Regions from separate parts of the Mus musculus genome. Here region 2 is linked to region 1. A link is a contact called in public promoter capture Hi-C data. All regions are on one chromosome and are shown on one strand. The core of a region is the stretch at or near the end of the contact, and the rest is flanking DNA. Distances in the headings are between cores, read along the strand shown. Region 1 holds the start of Aph1a (aph1 homolog A, gamma secretase subunit). Region 2 holds the start of Ensa (endosulfine alpha).

The links. Promoter capture Hi-C pulls out the DNA fragments that hold promoters and counts their contacts.
Region 2: a promoter capture Hi-C map of pre-B cells shows a contact between it and region 1, with 5 times the contacts expected there. The contact joins the promoter of Ensa here to the promoter of Aph1a in region 1. A contact is called at or near these places in 6 of 39 promoter capture datasets (the C10 cell line, cranial neural crest, liver and 2 more), 1 of 484 Hi-C or Micro-C datasets (embryonic stem cells), 2 of 115 datasets of contacts at active chromatin or transcription factors (microglia and pancreatic cancer cells) and 1 of 9 other capture datasets (adipose tissue).

The regions. Positions count from the first base shown.
Region 1 is chr3:95,891,818-95,897,795 of GRCm38.p6, reverse strand. Aph1a (aph1 homolog A, gamma secretase subunit) reads right to left here and starts at 3,875. Exons shown (of 6, transcript NM_146104.3): 1 at 3,513-3,875; 2 at 2,805-2,975; 3 at 2,580-2,653; 4 at 2,226-2,348; 5 at 1,951-2,078; 6 at 1-1,559. The coding sequence starts at 3,625. The coding sequence ends at 1,425. It overlaps BC028528 (cDNA sequence BC028528), which reads left to right and starts at 5,841. Exons shown (of 6, transcript NM_153513.4): 1 at 5,841-5,911. The coding sequence starts at 5,866. Car14 (carbonic anhydrase 14) reads left to right here. Exons shown (of 11, transcript NM_011797.3): 11 at 1-28.
Region 2 is chr3:95,622,364-95,628,420 of GRCm38.p6, reverse strand. It overlaps Ensa (endosulfine alpha), which reads right to left and starts at 3,441. Exons shown (of 4, transcript NM_019561.2): 1 at 3,245-3,441; 2 at 1,547-1,672. The coding sequence starts at 3,301. It also overlaps the pseudogene Rps10-ps1.

The DNA of each region.
Region 1 (5,978 bases), core at 2,626-5,125:
TTTGGAAATTAAAAGTTTTTGATCTTAATTCTTGAATGTTTTTTTGTGGCTTTCAAGAGTGGGAGAGTTCCTCTGTCTGTTGAGTGGCAGAGATAGACATAGAGAAAGAGAAGGGGCAGGGGTATGATTAATTAACTCCTTGTATCCTGTTCCTGGACAAGGGAGACCTACTTCTAGGAAGTTAACTTCCACAAGTTACACCACTAATGATGCTTCTCTCATCACACCAATGGTGAACATCACAGGCACTTGGCTAGGGAGGATGGACCGGAGCCACCCGGAGCTAGAAATCTCAATCCATTACCCCTCTTAAAGCCAAGTCCCCCCACAATTATAAAGTCCTTTTTATTAGTCAAAATCACAATCACCTTGATTAAAAGGACAGAATATTCCACCCTCAGCAGAAAAACAACACAGTGATAGAAAACCTCCCCAAACCCTCCCACACCCCAATTAAAAACTAGAAAAAATGTCTGCCCTCTGGGCCTGCGATGCCATGGTAGTCTGACTCCTTCAGGGCACTGCCATGGAGTGGGCAGGCCCCCACAGCACCCTCCATTTCACCTTGGGGAAAGGAGGGGTGCTGACGGCCATGGACGTTAGGATAGAGATCCAGTGGGACCAGTCCCCAAGCATGCACTTCCTTCCTTTCCCCCAGGGCCTGGGACCAAAGGGAAAACAGGATAGAAATGAGCCACCATCAGCAGATTTGGGAGCAAACACAGCCTATGGAGGTTAAAGAGGCTCCCGGCGTACCTCCTCCCTCTCCCCACTTTAAAAAAAAGGCATTTTGGGGTCTTTATCATACCAAAAAATGGTTCCTTTCAGACCTGAGAAAAAGACCAAGATGTCCAGTCTGGGCAGGAGACACTGAACTGAACCCATCTACCCTCAGCCTCAGTAACTTCATCTCCAGGGCCATGGCTAAGCTAGGTCCCTTTTCTTGGCAACCTGCACTGTCCAGAACTGGAGATGGAGAAATACGGGACGAGGAGATCGGGAGGGCACCCCAGGCCCAGGGGCCCCCCCATGTTCCCTCAGTCCTCGGGTGGGATGCGCAGGGCAGAGTACACCATCACCCGACTGTCCTCCTGCCGGCGGCCTGCAGAGGGGAAGCGGGGTGAGTCATGGGCAGGGTGAGGGTGGAGCACTGACACATGGGGAGACCTGGACAACAAGGGGGTCCCCAGGTGGTGGGGAGAGATGCAGATTCAAACCCACCAGTCCCTGACTGGCTGCACCCAGGCTGCTCCTGAGAAAGCTTAGAGACTACAGGTCACAAATGGACAACGCCAAACCCGGAAGGAAGCGGGGCACATCAGCGAGGAGACGGAGGATGAGGGCAATGGACCCGGGCTGGGGCTGGGTTCAGTCATGGGCAGTGGATAGGCAGATGGGATCTGTCGGGCGATCAGTCCAGGTAGTCAGTCCTTACACGAAAGGCTGCGCTGGATACTTCGGAGGGAGCCTCCGGCTGTGATGAACGCCCAGAGCCCCATGGAAACGGTGACTGCATAGATGGGCAGCAGGCTAGCCTCATACCAGGGGTTCAGGAATGTCTGAGAATGAGGACAGAAGAGCGGTTAGATTCTCCCTGCACCTAACTGCAACATTCACTCTGGGCCTCTGACCCAACCTTGCTCAGACATCTCATTCAGAAACCTGTTTCCCTTCAAGCACTAACATCTTATAGCTAAGGCAACTTTTGAGTTCAGATTCCCTCCAAGGTTTCAGCTCTTTCTAGTCACCTCCAGCCTTCTGTGGTAACACGACTAAGCAATTCAAACTCTGCCCCAGAGCGGATGACCTAACTGAAGCTAAGGTAGCAGAAGTCAAGATTCTGCCTCCGCCCCAGGTAAGGGAAGGTGACTTACTAGGTGGGAACACATACCCCATCCAGCTCACTATTAAATGCTTTCTCCCTGACTCGGGCCCCTGTCTCCAACTCACCAGTCCCGATGTCAGAAGGTGACTCCCAACTACCAGGCCCAAAGCCCAGTACCGTCTCCTCTCACAGGCATCAAAGAACACAACTCCCCAAAAGGTGTGGAGCAGGATAATGGCTGCTGTCAGAAAGGCTGCGGGGAGGGAGACGGGAAGATGTCCATCCCTGATCGCCTGCCAGCCTCCTGAGACGGTGAGCCAGAGGAGCCTCCCAGGGAAGGGCAGTAAGTCAGGGCCAGGGAAGGACAGGGCACAAAGGCAAGGTTAGAAGTGGGCCTTACCTGAAGTCAGGAAGTAATAGGGTGAGTCTCCATGGATCCCAACCACACCTGGCCCAAGTGCATCAGCCAAAATATTGATAACAGAGAAGACACCACTGATGATACCGAAGGACAGACCAGAAACTGGGGGGAGGGGAGGGTCTTGTCAACGACCAGGACCACCACAGCTTCATTAGCAGTACCTACTCCCCAAGCCCAGGGAAAAGTCTACCATACCTACTCTCCCTCCAGACCGCCTCTCCTTGGAAGTCAAGTATGAAGAAAAACACTTTAGCATACGTGGCTGTTTAGATTACCCAGAAAGAGAGGATGGGGTGTCCAACTCCCTCCTCTGGTCCCTCTCCCTTGGCTCACCATAGGCCATCTGTCGGATGGAGATGGGTGATCTTCCGTCCTCACTCAGTGATGCTAAGCCCTCATCTGCCTTCCTGGGAAACAGAAGGAAGGGCAGGGATGTTCCTTCCCCTCCAATACCCTCCCTTTAACGACCCTTACTCCAACCACCATCGCAGGGCTGGCCCACTTCCCGCCATGCACACCACTGTCCCCCCTCCCTTCCAGAGCCCCCCTTGTCCTTACTTAAGGAGCTTGTAGTAAGCAAAACGGAACACTTCCTGTAGAAGGACAGAGACAGCAGCACCAAAAATCAGGAGGCCATACTGGAGCCGTGCATCTGATCGGTCTGTCACATGGACCAAGATGAACCAGACCACAGAAGCCAAGAGCAGGGAGACCAGCCAGAAAAAGGCTCTGAGAAAACACAAGGGCAATGAGAGAGGCAAAGACAGGAGCAGATGGAAAAATCAAGGAGGGAGCCAGCCAAGGATGGAATGTATGAAAAGTGGAAGTTAGACTTCCGGATGGTAAGGGAGACAGGGACCAGATAAGTGTCTCCACCAACAGACTCATTTGTAAGAATCTGAAAGCAGCAGAAAGGGTAGAGATCTGGTTAGAGTCTTCATTAGAGTCAAAGTGTGTGGGCATGAACGGACAGACTAGGTATCCATTCCAAGATCCTTGGCTGGCCGAGGTCAGCACAGCCCCCTCATTAATCTTGGCCTTGGGCCTTCTCTGACGTTGCCGGGAGGACTACAGGAAGAATCTGTGAAATCCCTGGAAGGCGGAAGCCGACTGCGGGAAATTCTCCTAGATCACGATTTGACCCTGTGTCCAACCTTTTCCGACTTCTGCCCCCCAACTCAGGCTCCCAAGCCTGCTCCAGTTCCTCCAGCCCTTTCTGCACCTTTTTCTCTACGTTCGGCCCCGTCTCCACCACTCGACACTCACCCCGCCACCAGGATGATAACCCGAAGTGGGTCTCCAGCTACAGTGATCAGGAAAAGGGAGAAGGCTGGGCCGAACGCGACGAAGGTGCATCCGAAAAACACAGCAGCCCCCATGACTGGGCAGCTGGGGAAGGGAGGGAACCCCGGCCAAGGAAGGCGAAAGGGAGCTGCGCGCCGAGGGGGAGTCCGCGTGGGGCGAGGACGCAACCCCAGGAGGGGCGCGGTGCAATGTCACCCCCGGACCCCGGGGAAGGGGAAGGGGGGGTGCCGAAACCCCGGACGAAGGTCCGCCCGACCTCGTCTACGGAAGCCGAAGAGGGAACAACCCCCGGTCGCTGCCCCATGGCCACCTCCCATCTAATTCCCACCCCCGGAAGGCCAATGAATACTTGGTGGGGCGGAACTGCAGAGGCGGGGTCATGGCGGCATGGCCTTCTGGGAGTTGTAGTCTCTCATCCTCAGAGCCCTCCTCTTGGTGCTGGGAGTGGCTTCAGAAGAGTAGGCTGGAGTCTGGGCCCAATCAGAACAATGATTCCTGGGTTCGCTGGCGCCTTGGCCACGGTTTCCTTTCTTTCGGTAGAGAAGGGTGATAGCCACCCTACCTATTACTAGAGGAGCTTTGTCGGAGGAAGATCCTGTTTGACTCTAGAGACAAATAAAAAAGAGCACAGGATAGAGGTTGTGGGAAGATAGGGACGGACATTGTTCTTAAGTTGAATTAGAGGAAATGACCCAGAGAAGCATCCTGAGGGATCAAAGTTAGGCTTAAAAGTTGGAACTCTTTGGGCAGCCTGGTATAGGAATTACGTCTTAAATGAAGCCTCCACTTGTATTCTGTAATGACAGAATGAGAAAAGCAGGAGGAGCCGGGAGAGAAATATTAGGAAAATGTTTGGAAGGAATCGTGGAGTCACAAAGCAACTAGAGCAATGGGACTGAGAGGAAATTACACCCATCCCCTCCACCCCCGCCCCACGCCGAGCTGCTTGGTTCCTTTGATGTCATACTTCCTTTATTTATAGTCTGGAAAATAAACTTGAGTGGTGTCTTTTCCTCAGGCTGGGGAGAGAGATTTCATATTATCAGGAATCATCATTTGTATGAGGACGGGTTGGTCCTTAGGAGTCTGCAGAACAGAGGAATCCTATGATGGGATCTGAGCATTTTGATCATATATGAGAAAAATCGTTTTTTGAGGGTACATACAAAGCAACAACAAACTACAGAAAAATTTAAAAGATTACCGGGCTTCCTGGAGGTTTTTGCAAAAAGTCACTAGGAGGGGAATCAGTGGAGGTGGGGGGGTGGGGGGGATGGGAGGGTAGGGGGGGTGGAGGGTTGGGGGGGTCTGGCGGTCACTAGACACATTGTTCCCCAAGGTTAGGAGGATGGGAACATCTTGGCCAGTGTTCAGGATTCCATGTGTGTTCAACAGGCTGAGTCTGGGCCACTCTTCTCTGTGAGCTGTTAGCAGCTGTGGGGAACAATCTGTGCATGATGAGCCCACAGCCACTTGCACGGTGTTCAAGGACTCATTTTAGATGCTTAGCAAGTATTTACTAGGTATGTGAGGCTTGTGGAGCTTTTCTTTTGTTCTAATAGCTATTTTTATGTGTGTGGGAGGGGGTTGTGTCATGTATATCTGTGCAACATGTATGTGCTCGGTGCTCTTGGAGGCCAGATGAGCACATCAGAACCCTCGGGACTGCGGCTACAGATGATTGTGATCCACCATGTGGTGCAAGGACATAGCCAGGGCTACCTGTGAGGGAGTGGAGAAGAGCAGGGGCTGGAGAAAGGGAAGGAGCCCAGGGAAAATAGACAAATGCAAGAACAATGGATATAGGGAGTACAGTTGTTATAGGAAGGATGCACAGCTGGCAGGGGAGGGGATGGGGAGGGGAGGGGATGCACAGCCGGCGGGGGCTGATAAACATGATAAAAAAGATCATGTTTCCCTCAGAGTGGAGAGCAACCCTGCACAGCAATGGTAACTTAAGGCCTGCAAGAAGGAAGGTGGATTTTGGGGAGCATTGAGAGGGAGGAAGCATAGGAGGGGAGAGGAGAGGGTGAACTTTGGTCCCAGCAGTGGGAGTCCTGAGCGGACCTAATCCAGGGCTAGGGGCTCTCCAGGAATAACAAGTTAGCATCCAACAAGGGGGTTAAGGGGGTTGGCTCTAGGTCCAGCAGCTATGTAAAGATCTACGGAGCGAGTAGGCGGAGAGTTCTGTCCCCTGGGAGAAGAATCACTCCAGTGCCCTCCCAGCTTCACAGCAGCAGGGGAGGCGGGGTAAGTGTGGTGGGAAACAGCAATTTCCTCTTTTAACTTACACAGTGATAGTGCAAAACCCAGAATGGATGTCCTCTTTATAGCCCTCCTTGTTGCACCACTCATCCTGGGTAAGTCTCCTTCTGACCCTGGCCTTTTGTGCCAGGTCTTTTGCTATAAATGGGATGAGAGAAAAGG
Region 2 (6,057 bases), core at 2,192-4,691, 270 kb after region 1:
GCACACAGTCCACATTACTCACTTGTAAGTTCATTTCCCAGCATGCTCTGACCTTGTCAGAATATAAGCAGATTACTAGCAGAAACATGTACCTTTGTTGCATAAGGGGCAGCTGTGTCCCTGAACCTAGGTGACAACTCCTGTATCTTTTGTACCTTACTGAGTACTAGAAGGTTCAATTACAATCACTTACTTCATTCGTAACAGCTAGGTGCCAAAGCAATACCTTGGTGCTGGGGAAAAGCATGAATAAGACTCAAGAAGAATCAATCTGGGTCTACCAGCAGCTAGAGACCAACCAGAAACCGACTATCAGAGTTAGAAAATATTCTCAGAGCAGGATTAGGCACTGGGCTTGCTCGTGAGGCAGTGAGCTTTCCAGACTCCCACCACTCCCACACATGTTCCATGGTGAGACTGTCTGCCTACGCCTGGCTCGCCTCAAGAGGAGCTGCAATTCAACATCACACTGTCATCTGTGACTAAGACTGAGCACCTGGGATTCTCCACAGGAGGCTGCTTCTCTCTCCATCTCATCTTTACACTGCAGCTTTGTCCTTATAATCTGCTGTCAGCTCATGGTAGGGAGAAACCTGACCACGAAGGAGATGGCTGTGAAGGCAGCCCTCCACTGCTAAGGAAGGCCATTCCAGCTGCTGTTTCTTCACTTTTGTGGCCTTATAGGTTAAACCCAGGCTAGACAAGTGCTTTCCCATGAGCTACATCCTCTATCATTCTGTACAGGAAAAAGAATTGTCTCTGTGTTACTTTTTTTTTTTGGAGACAGGTTTCAAAAAACCCTGGAACTCACTATGCAGACCAGGCTGGCCTTAATCTCAAGAGATATACCTGCTTCTGCCTCCTGAGTACTGGGATTAAAGGCATGCGCCACCACTGCCCGGCGGCATGCACTTTTTTAATTTTTAAAGATAATTACAAAATCTTTTAAAAGAATTATGTTTGTATATGTGTCCATGGAAGCCAGACAACCTCCTGGAGCTGGAGTCCCAGCTGCCTGATATGGGTACTGGGAACCAAATATTGCCTTTCTGGACACAGCAGCCCAGCTCTCTCAACTTCTGATCCGTCTCTCAAGCCTAGCCTTGGCTATTCTAAAACTTACTATGTAGCCTAAGCTGTTCTTGCATGTGTGGTTATCCTCCTGCTTCAGCTCAGGCGCTGAGATCACAGATGCTAGCCAGCACACTCAGCTACAATAGTCTCTTGAGGAGCATGGTTAGTGTGTAATGCCAGCTTTTAACAGACTAAAGAACCTTATTGCAAGTTGAACTATTTGGGTGTTCTGTATCTAATATCCTTCCTTCAGTCCCCATCTGCCACCTACCCAAATGCCCACCATTAATCCTTCATTTCCTATAGTTAGAAGGGAAGTAACATCATTGCAGAGATTCACATAATTTGCTTTTCTCTTTCCAAGTTTCTAATTTATCTTTACTACTGCTAAATAACCAAAGCTACAGAAAAACATGCAGTAGAATGTCTACGGACTTCATCCAAGGTGCCACAGTATAAGGGTGTCCCATACCCCTTTCTGGAGTCTCTTCATGAGGAAGTCGGAGCCTCCAGGCTTTTGTCCTAGGCTTGGATATTTGGCCTTTAGCTTTGCCTCCTCAGCTTTCTCAGGGAGAATCCCTTCTTTCTCCTGTGTATCCTGAAGAAAACACGCCAAGTGAAATTAATGGCTGAAAAACAATGACTTCTAATATCTGATAACCTTTGTATTATCAAATTTTCTTAGAGGTCTACCTGTTTGTAATTATGCTATCTACACTCTGTTCTGTTGAGTGTGTGTATTATTTAAGGATTTATTTATTTTATGTGCATGTATTCTGCAGACTCGTATGGCTATGGCTGTGTACCACATGGATGCCCAGTGCCCTGAGTTCAGTCTGGGCCCGGTTTCCTAGACTGAACTGTACATGGTTGTGAGCTACCATGGGCTGGGAACTAAACCCAGGTGCTCTGCAATGAGTGTTCCTAACCAATCTTTCCTGCTCCTCTACTCTTAAAAGCTAGACCTTTGTTCAAATGCCTAAGCTCAAGATAACTGTATCAAGCAAAGAAAAACAAGTTAGTTCTTATATTACACTCAAGGAATCACCCGTGACCTGTGAACACTAGGTTAAAGGTAGTATCTCAACATGATACTTGAACCATAGAGCAAGCCAGAGCTCACTCAGGAAAGATAAAAAAGGAACTACTAGAGTTCCTGGCTGTCCTACAGGTCAGGGGAGCTTTTGTCTGCTGAGAGGCTCCCTCCTCATTCACACTCTAAGAAGCAATATGGTCTCACTGTGGAGGACGCTAGGCATGTGGCTTATTCTAAAGATATTTACCAGAGTAATATACTTGAAAACAGAAATCAACATGCCATTAGTTTTTCTTGTTGTTTTTATTTTTATATTTTCTGAGAGAGGGGTTCTTGGTGTATATTAGGTTGGTCTTGAACTCAGAACTCAAGAGATCTGCCTGCCTCTGCCTTCCAAGTGCTGGGATTAAAGGCGTGCGCCACCATCTCCTGGCTAGTGTATTTTCACTTGACAAACAGGGTCAGAGATAACACTAAGTGTATTTAATGAGTCCCTGAGCTCAGTGTTAAGTAACTCAAATATGGTGTCGAAGAAGGGGTTTGGCACTAGTGTTTTCATAATGCGATGGTGGGTGGACCACATCCCACTGCGGAGAAATTCGAGCGGATCTATAAGTCACTGACGGTGAACAACAAACCATCCCTACCAAACAGGTCTAAGGAAGTTGCCACCTGAACTTACCCCATGGTAATAATTACTCTTTTCCCCTCCCCCAATGCTGGTTCATTTTAAATGTCTTCACTTTGACCTCTATCTTGCTGTGGATGAAGGATGAGCTCCAGTCTGGTATTTATCTTTACTAATCAAACATCTCATTTACAGCTCTGGACCACCATCCAGCCCCCTTTCATTCGCCTCATCTTTCCAAACACCCGCCCACGCCAGAGCTCGCCCAATTATAGAACGGCTTCCATGAACTGAATAGAGGCCTACTGGCCAATAAGAAAGGGGAGCCCACAGATTGACAATCGGCTTGACTAATCGACATCAGGGCACTAGGCCGCGCCGAAATGCAGCCTGCGCGACATTAGTAGTGGCCAACCCCTGTACAGCCTGAGGCAGAGGCGGCCAATCAGCGGCAGCGGGGGCGTATTCCGCCCGCGCGGCCACCCCCGGTCCCCCCTTCTCCTCACCTGCTTCTCCTCGCCGGTCTCCTCCGCAGGGTTTTCTTCTTCTTGTTTCTGGGACATGGCAGAACCGGGACTGTGTAATGCAGGGCCCGGGAAGTCAGCCGGAAAAGGGAAGGGGGAGGGGAAACGGGGACAACCTGAGCTGCTGCTCCGGCTCCTGTCACTATGGTTGCTCAGTCAAAATGGCGGCTCAAGCCCGTGACGTTGAGACCGCCCCCTCCTATGAGAGCCAATGAGAGTGGGCTTGACGGGGCAATGATGTAACGACACACCAATAAGCGTTGGCCGGAGGTGGGCGGATTCTTTAGAGCGACAGGCAAGCTAGAACACCAACCGGGAAAGAGAGTGAGCCACAGAACCAATTAAAAGCCTGCATGGACCTTAGGGGCAGGACAGCAAGCTTTGGTATTTTTGCTTCTTGGGTGGGCTGAAGCTGTGTTCAGTTTATTAGCCAGATCCTGGGCAAGTCGCTGAATGTTGCATCCGAGCCGGGTTAACATAGAAATCCTTTATTCTCTGGTGCAAAGGCTCAAGCCTTGAGCGGTGTTAGAACAAGTTACCCACGACCAAAAATTAAAATTGGAAGACAAACTGATATTCAGCAGTTTTCCAGGACTCAGTGCTAGCTTGTAGGAGACTTGAGTTTTCTTGTAAGGTTTTCATTCACACTTTAGTCCTTATGTAGGCAATTATAACTGTTAATGATGTATTTATAAAAACATAAAGGGAGATATGTTCTATGGAGTTGTGGTGAGTGTTGTGATTATAGAAATATAGAGAAGTATAAGGTTATGTTCTATGGGGGTGTGGTGAGGTATGGGGTAAGGGGGTGCCTCAGGCCCATGCCAAGGCATCCCTGCCCCCTGAGGGACCAGCCACATGACGGTATAGTATAGAATAGAGTTTATTCAGGGTATAGGGAGGGGAGTTAAGAGAGAGGGTAGTAGTGAACCGGGCATGGTGGAATCCCAGCACCCAGGAGGCAGAGGCAGGCGGATTTCTGAGTTCGAGGCCAGCCTGGTCTACAGAGTGAGTTCCAGGACAGCCAGGGTTATACAGAGAAACCCTGTCTCGAAAACAAACAAACAAACAAACAAACAAACAAACCAGAGAGAGAGAGAGAGAGAGAGAGAGAGAGAGAGAGAGAGAGAGAGAGAAGGTAGTAGAGGCAGAGAAAGGCAGAGAGAGGGAGAAAGTAGCCCATGGCCACATGGAGAGAAAGGAGAAGGGAATGGGGAGAGAGGGGGAAGAGGGGGAACTAAAGGGTAAGAGGCAAAAGTAAGAGAGAGAGGAGGGGGCAAGCAGCCCCTTTTATAGTGGGCCAGGCCTACCAGGCTGTTGCTAGGTAACTGTGGGGGGTGGAGTCCAGACAGAATACCAACAGTGAGGTATGGGAGAAGGGGGTACCTCAGCAGGCCCATGCTAAGGCATCCCTGCCCCCTGAGGGACCAGCCACAGGACTATAGAATAGAGTATATTCAGGGCATGGGGAGGGGAGTCAAGAGAGAGGGTAGTAGAGGTAGAGAAAGGCAGAGAGAGTAGAGAATTATAAAAGTAGAGGCAGCCGTGAGCACGTGGGAAAGGGGGGAAAGGAATGGGGAAGGACAAGGAGACAGAGGGAAGAGCAAGAGACCAAGAGGGCAAGAGACCTAGAGGGGCAAACAGCACCTTTTATAGTGGGTCAGGCCTTCCTGGCTGTTGCCAGGTAACTGTGGGGTGGAGCTTAGACAGGATGCTAACAGTTAAGGGTCACTCTGTGGAGACATAATTTCTTGAGTTTAAGATGGTAGTTCTAGGCACATGGTAAACATTTAACACATATTAAATACCAGCTAATGTAAACAAAGCCATAGTTCAATAATAGTTCTTAACCTGTGTGATGGTTCCTGTCTATAATACTCCCACAAAGGACGCTGAAACAGTATCTCGAGTGTGAAGCAAACCAAGACTACACAGTGCAACCCTGTCTCAAAAACGAAAGGCAACCAAAGAAATAGAGTAGTTCTTGAGCATCTATCAAGTAGATAGGACTGTATTACTTTTATATGAATACACACATAGGGCAGCCTCCGCCTTTCAAATTAAGCCATTATCTCATCATCTCCTCCTCCTCCTGTTCCTCCTCTTCCTCCTCCTCCTCCTCCTCCTCCTCCTCCTCCTCCTCTCCTTTTTGGTTTTTCCATGTAACAGTTTTGGCTGTTGCTGGAACTTACTCTGTAGACCAGACTGACCTCACAATCATGGAGATCTGCTTGCCTCTGCCTCCCAAATACTGGGTGGGGTTCAAGTCTTTTTTAAAAAAGATTTATTTTATGTATATGAGTACACTGTACCTGTTCTGATTGTTGTGAGCTTTTTTTTTTTTTTTCTTTAAAGTTTATTCAATACAACATAAACTCCAACTTCACTGAGGTGGCTGACCACGTCCACGACCAAAGCCGCCTCTAAACTGGAACTCAGTGGCCGAGCCAGCCCCAGCCTCAGTTTTCTTGTCAGCTCCAGGGGGCACAGCGCTCCTTCTGTAGGTGTCTCTGTCAGCCTCCCCTCTTGTGAATCTTGCAGGTCGCTCACCCTCTGGACCTTTGGGCCGAGGCCTGCCGGTCTCGGGACGGCTGCGGCGCAGGGTGGCGGGCACGATCTCCGGGGGTAGGTGCAGGTAGTCTCGGGGACACTGGATGCCCTCGTTCGTAAGGTACCAGTAGAAATGTCTCCAAGCAAACTGTTCCTTCACGTAGCCTCGAGACTTGAGAGACTGCATGGCCTTCATTACATGAAGGTTGGGCACATTTTTGTCTGCCAGCTCGGGGTGCTTAGGC